Linked DNA regions of Hordeum vulgare: region 1 is linked to region 2. Evidence: chromatin contacts called from public Hi-C data. All regions are on one chromosome and are shown on one strand. The core of a region is the stretch at or near the end of the contact, and the rest is flanking DNA. Distances in the headings are between cores, read along the strand shown.

Evidence for each region. A called contact is a pair of places that touch in the nucleus more often than the background predicts.
Region 1: a contact with region 2 is called in a Hi-C map of leaf, with 3 times the contacts expected there. The contact joins the promoter of LOC123453089 here to the promoter of LOC123399269 in region 2. A contact is called at or near these places in 2 of 6 Hi-C or Micro-C datasets (leaf and seedling).

What each region holds. Positions count from the first base shown.
Region 1 is chr5H:565,218,255-565,221,326 of MorexV3_pseudomolecules_assembly, forward strand. It overlaps LOC123453089 (protein NRT1/ PTR FAMILY 5.7-like), which reads right to left and starts at 1,783. Exons shown (of 2, transcript XM_045129850.1): 1 at 1,315-1,783; 2 at 1-1,182. The coding sequence starts at 1,468.
Region 2 is chr5H:564,717,579-564,721,114 of MorexV3_pseudomolecules_assembly, forward strand. It overlaps LOC123399269 (L-type lectin-domain containing receptor kinase SIT2-like), which reads left to right and starts at 2,230. Exons shown (of 1, transcript XM_045093690.1): 1 at 2,230-3,536. The coding sequence starts at 2,484.

The sequences.
Region 1 (3,072 bases), core at 533-3,032, 500 kb after region 2:
ACATGGTGGCGGTGGAGTGCAGGCGCCGACGCTCGACGACCGCGGCCACGGCCATGGCCACCACGGCGAGCGCCAGGCCCACGCCGATGCGACGAAGGACGCTGAGCCCGCGCTCCGTCCCAGTCGCGCGGCGCAGGCACGGCTCGAGCACCTTGTCGTATAGCGCCACGGTGGCGATCATGGCGATGGCGGCCAGCGCGAAGATGGACGCCGGCGGGAGCACGAAGTGCGGGCCGAGGCGCCGGTCCATGACGCTGCCCTGCTTGACGAAGAAGGTGGACACCTGCGCCGTCGTGATGCCGAACGGGAGAGTGGCCACCCAGATGGGCACCATCGACACCACCAGCTTCGTCTCCTCCACCTGCGTCACCGTCGCCAGTCGCCACGCCCCGCGCAACACCTCGCCATCATGCTCGACGATTGCCGCCTTGTCGAGACACCGGAGCTGGTCGGTGTGGCAGAGCAGCCTCTTCTTGCCGCAGTCCTCCTCGTACAGCTCGCTTGCATCGGCTGGCAGCTGAAGGCGCCGCTTCGAGACGGCGGCCACGACGACCCGAAGCAGCGGCGTGAGCGGGCTGCCCTGCGGCACCCTGTACCGGTACGTCCTCCAACCCGCGAGGTACACCACGAGGGAGCACCCCATGACTGCAGCGAGCAGCACGGTGGCGGCGCCCCATCCGACCCGCTCCTGGACGTACACGACGACGGTGACCCCGAGCAGCACCCCGGAGCAGAGCGCGCAGTTCCACCAGTTGAAGTAGGACATCTTCTGCAGCCGCTCGCCGGCGTGGCCGTCGTCGAACTGGTCACCGCCAAAGCTCTCAAGCGCCGGCTTGTGGCCGCCGGTGCCGACGGACACGAGGTAGATCCCGACGAAGAAGAGCGTCTCGTGAACCCGCGGAACCGAGGCGCCTTCCGGCCTGAGGCCCGGCGCCAGCTGCGCCACGGCCAGCAGGGCGAGGCCGAGGAGGTAGACGACGGTGGAGAGGAGCACGGTGCGGAAGCGGCCGAGGTAGGCGTCGGCGAGGAATCCCCCGAGGAGCGGCATGAGCGTGGTGACGCTCATCCAGTAGTTGGCGTTCTCGGCGGCGACCTTCATGTCCTGGTGCAGCACCTTGGTGAGGTAGATCATGAGGCTGGTGGCGATGCCGAAGTAGCTCAGCCGCTCGCTGAACTCGATCACTGCCAAAACCACGGACACAACAACAAGTCAAGAACGTTCACACCACACACTGCCACCATCAACCAACTGAACAGAGACAGGGAAAGAGACGGACAGATCTGGCAGGCAGTTCGAGGAGGTAGCGAGCTTACGGATGATGAACATGGCGGCCCTCCAGGAGCCAGTGGCGGCGCGGAGGGGCATGCGGCCGCGGTGGTCGACGGAGGAGTCGTCCACCCATCTCTCCTCCTCGAGGATATGGCGGAAGCTTAAACCCTGCTGCGGCTGCTGGTGCTGCTTCGTCATCACCGGCCGAATCAATCAACGCCTTTCCAGAAGACAGAACCGCGCGCGGCCGGTTTCTTTCCGATTCGCCGGAGCACAGCACGTAGTCGACTGATGCGTGGTTGGTGGTGGTGTGAGGCTGGAGGAAAAGGTTCTCGGCGTTATATAGGCGGCTGCTAGCGATCTAGTGCGGCATGGACCGAGGGGAGCAGGCAGGAGAAGCTGGGGGAGGAAAGGGAGGGAGCATCGGAGGAGATGTGTGCGCCGCGCACGCGTGGATCGAATCCGCGAAAGGAGGCCGTGTTCCTGAAGCTCTTTCTGAGACGGACGGACGGACGGCCAACGAATCGGCTGGAGGACTGTTTTGTTGTTTGTATTTTTTTGCGTGTGTCTATTTGCAGAAGTGTCACAGTTACTACTGACAGCTAGTACAGTTACTGCTGACAGCCCGTGGCAAATTAGGGAGTAAGTAAATGCTCCAGCCCGCCGAGTTTTTTTTTTTTTTGAGTAGAGGCAGGACGTTTTTGCACACGTTTTGCAAGACTCGTGGCGTTACTTTGACCTATTAAAAAGATTCGAAAATCGCATTCATATCCAAATGTCGATTGCTAGTAGTAGTAGATTTCTATGGAATAGCAGTAACGTACGTACGTAGGTGTTGACTTGCATGTGACGGCAGGAGTAAGAGCGTACGTACGTTGTATATGTATTCCTGAAAAATAGCAGTAACGTATGTACATTCACTCAGCTCGTTTAGCACCAGTACGTACAGCACACACCAGCCACCGTATTCATTGGCTATACAGTGCAGCAACACAGCACAGCACAGCACAGCACACGTGAGAGTATCTGAGCACAGGTAGCGCTGACTTTTGCGGTGGAGCCACGTGTTCCATCTTCCATGCGTGCGAGCGTTTCTTCGGGCGGGAAAGGCCGGATGCCGCACGCATCGGACGGCCGGTGATGTGTGGAGGACGTGGGCGCGACGCCTCCGAGTTCCGTCAGCCATCCGATGAACGATGTGCTCCATCCACTCTTTGGCCTGCTGATGTGGTCGATGAACCCGTGTACATGATGCAATTAGAGATGGATGGCTCGCTGCTTACGTACAGTTTTGGCTTGTTTGGTTATTTGTACGTTTTTTTGGTGTATGCTTCTAGACTGTTTCGAGGGTTTTCATGCTCTCACACATGTTCTTTGTGTCGTTTGGTCTCCTGCATTTAACCCAACTAGCATTCTCTTTCGTAGTGTAAATTGCACTGGTACAAACATGCATATGAAAAAACAGTCAAACTGACCGTTCCTGGCGGGCCTTGCTCAAGGGTGCTTCAAGTTTCGTGTGATGAAATTTTTGGAAAATGCCAGACCTACGGACTTTTTTTACAGAAGGTTACGGATTGATGGGTTTTCCTCCTCACTAATCTCCCTCCCAATTCTTAGGATGGGGCTGGCCTCATCTAAGTATCAATTAAAATAAGCCACTTCAACTTTGCCTGTAAAAATCATGTAAAACGTCCGTACTTGTAGCAAAGCTCAAATATTTCGTGCCAGCCAGTTAGAGCAACTTTAACATGACGACCCATTTCGTCCACCGTCGTCTGTTTGAATACGTGCGGACAAAAGTG
Region 2 (3,536 bases), core at 980-3,479:
ATACCCCAATCCCTTGGCCAAGAGTGTGATGTCAATTAAGCTGAAAAGATAACACATCTTGTGATGAAGCATTTGAAGGAAACATTTGTAGATATGGAAGTCATTAACTGGGCAGTCTTGTTGTTGCAAATAAATGTGGTGAGATAAAAGAAAATGCTAGGAAGGCAAGGTATCTTCAACCTAATTATCTCACTGCAATACTTGGATAGAAGCCAAGATATCTTCAGCCGAACTATCATGCTTCAATAATTCAGTGTCAACTTCGGCAAAATAAAATAACTATTGATAAGGCAGGTTAACTCATTTTCTGTAATATGGACATCAAACAGCTCAGGCTGATTCAAAGTTCTTAAATCACGTCTGACTATTGGAGATAACACACCAGGAAGGTTCACATAACAAATCGAGTTTTCACCTTCACATAGAAATGGCCATGGGGAGTGAAACTTTTTAGCTCAAACAATATCTTGCATTGGCATGAGAAAATGTGTTATGACACTAGATGTCCAGCATACACATAGTCCCATTAGTGATTTTACATAACAAATACACTCGACTCGTAGTAGCCTAAACAAATTTACTTTGAGTAAAACAAAATAATATACAAATTTGTTTGCATAAAAGTACATGGACAATGCAGCAAACTGAGCTAATTGGTTCCTGCCATTTGAAACATGGCTGGTTAGGAAAACTTGAAAATATTAGGAAAGTTTTTATTAAAAGGTGAAAACACCAATGTGAAGAGGTGGTGGTGAGAGGTGAGACGAAAAACAAAACGAACGAAAAAACCGTGGATGATATTCACCAACTGAGCAATTAGGGGTAGGGATATGGGAGGAGGAACAAAAAAAACCAGAAAAAAACAAAGAGAAGTGGGAGGAGAAAGAGAGAAAAATCAGGAACGAAATATTAATTAATGTAATTTGATGATGTATAATAATATTAATTAATGTGATTGAGCGATCTATAATAAATAAATTAATTTAGATGTGATCTTTAAAGATTTATTATAAATTAATCTTAATTAATTTTTCACACAAATACATCTTTATCTTTACCTACTAATAAAGCAAATAGTGTTTCTTCCGTACGTCATCCAAATTGCCCTTAAAGTTGACTAAAATTACCCACCAATGCCATCTATAAGTCATAAAAAACATTTCAATCAGGAAAATCTCCAGACTGGGCCGGCCCATGTAGGTACCTCCTATATTACGCTGTGGGCGTTGAAAAAAGATGCAGCACACCTGTTTGGGCCGGCCCATGCGTGGACGTCTGTTTTTTTAGTTTAGTTTTTTTATTTATCTTTTCAGTTCCATTTTATTTTTCTACTTTAAATAATTTAGAACTTCCAAAAACTTTTCTCAATTTCAAGAAACTGAGAATTTCGAAATAAAATATTCAAAAAAACATATTTTTTTGAGAATTCAAAAACTACTCAGCGGTTTTGAAAAATGTTTGCGTATAAAAAAATGTTTGAACTTTGAGAAAATGTCCATAAAATAAAAAAAGTCAACGATTTTTAACAAAAGTCTGTATAAAAATCTTAAAAACAGTTCGTGCCTCTATTTTTAGTCTCATTTTTTATTTTCATTTTTATGTTCCATTTTTTAGTTTAAATAATTTAGAACTTTGAAAAACTTTTGCAATTTATAAAACTGGGAATTTTGAAATAAAAGTTTGAAGAAAATATAAAATGTTTGTGAATTCAAAAAATGCTCAGAATTTTTGTAAAAACATTCGCATATTCAGAAAAATGTTCATAATTTTGAAAACAATGTTGGTGAAAAGAATAAAAGTCCATGATTTTGAAAAAAAGTTTGTCTGTGCAATTGAAAAAATTGTTTGCTAATTCAAAAAATGTTCATGCATTTCAAGAAATGTCCTAAAATTTTAAAGACATGATATGATCATCATCATTGAAGATTATAATTTTTTTTCCCGTTGCAACGCACGGGTCCTTTTGCTAGTTATTAAATATAAGATGATGGAAGGATGGACAAAAAAACCGGACGAAAAAACCCAGACGAAGGTGAGACGAAAGATAAAAGAACGAAAAAAGAAGTTACCAACACTTCCTTTAAGAATAGAGATATGATACTCCATTAGCGTATTCCTGACAAAAAAGTTTCACGCAGCAAAAGACCAAAGTTACATGAAAAATACAGTACAACTTGAGGAACATAAATGTCCAACCACCTAGCTGTGCTTAATTGAATGTGTTCCTGCACTATTTTCCAATTTAAACGAGTCAAGATCGTCGATATAAATATAAAGATTTTCTTTTCATTGAGTACTCAGTCACTCACTAGAAAACAAATTCGTTTCCACTTTCCAGACCCTCCCACACTCCCCCGTCCCCGTCGGCTCATCGAAGGCAACGGCGACGGCAACCTCGGCTCGCCGGCAGCCAACGCCGTCCACTTCCATACCCTGCCGCCACCGTCACTCGCTTCCGTTGCTCCTGCAGATTGTCGATCGCCATGCTTCTCCGGCGGCTGGCCGCGGTAATCTTCCTCCTCCTGTTCTCTCGGCATGTCGCCGGTGATCAGGAGTTCATGTACCCCGGCTTCGCCGCCGGCAGCGTGGCAACCGACGGCACGGCCGTGATCACCCCGTCCCGCATCCTCCAGCTCACCAACGACACCAAGGAGGTGTTCGGCCATGGTTTCCATCCAGCTCCCCTCCGATTCCGGGACGCCTCCACCGGCGCGCCCGTCTCCTTCTCCACCACCTTCGTGTTCGCCATCGCGCCGCGGTACCCGGACACGCACGGCCACGGTATCGCCTTCGCGCTCGCGCCGTCGGTCATCATCCCGGGCGCCGTCGCCGGCAAGTACCTCGGGCTGTTCAACACGTCAAACAGCCTGGGCGACGGCACGAGCCAGATCGTGGCCGTCGAGCTCGACACGGTCATGGACTTGGAGTTCCACGACGTCGACGAGAATCACGTCGGCGTCGACGTCAACAGCCTCCACTCCAACAGCTCGACCACGGCCGGGTACTGGCACGACGACGGCTTCGGCGGAAGGAGATTCGACAACATCAGCCTGATTGGCGGCAGCGACGCGCCTGTGCAGGTGTGGATCGAGTACGACGGCGGCAGCACGCGCCTCGAGGTGACGGTGTCGCCGGCGGGCGAGCCAAGGCCGGCCCGCCCGCTCTTGTCGTGCCACGTCAACCTCTCGTCGGCAGTGGCCGAAGACACTTACGTCGGCTTCTCGGCGGCGAACGGCGCCGCCATGAGCTCGCATTACGTTCTTGGCTGGAGTTTTCGCCTCGGCGGCGGCCGCGCACCGGACCTCGACCTCTCCAAGCTCCCGAGGCCCCCGTCGCCGCCGGGATCATCCAAGAGGAGGATGTCTCTTCCACTTATCCTGATACTGCTCCTCCTGTCCGTCCTGGTCCTGCTCCTGGTGTCGGCGGCCATCGCGACGTTCGTCGTGCGGCGGCAACGGTGGCACCGACAACGCCAGGAGTTCTCCGAGGAGGAGGAAGGCTGGGAGATGATAGACTACAGCCCACACAGGATCAGC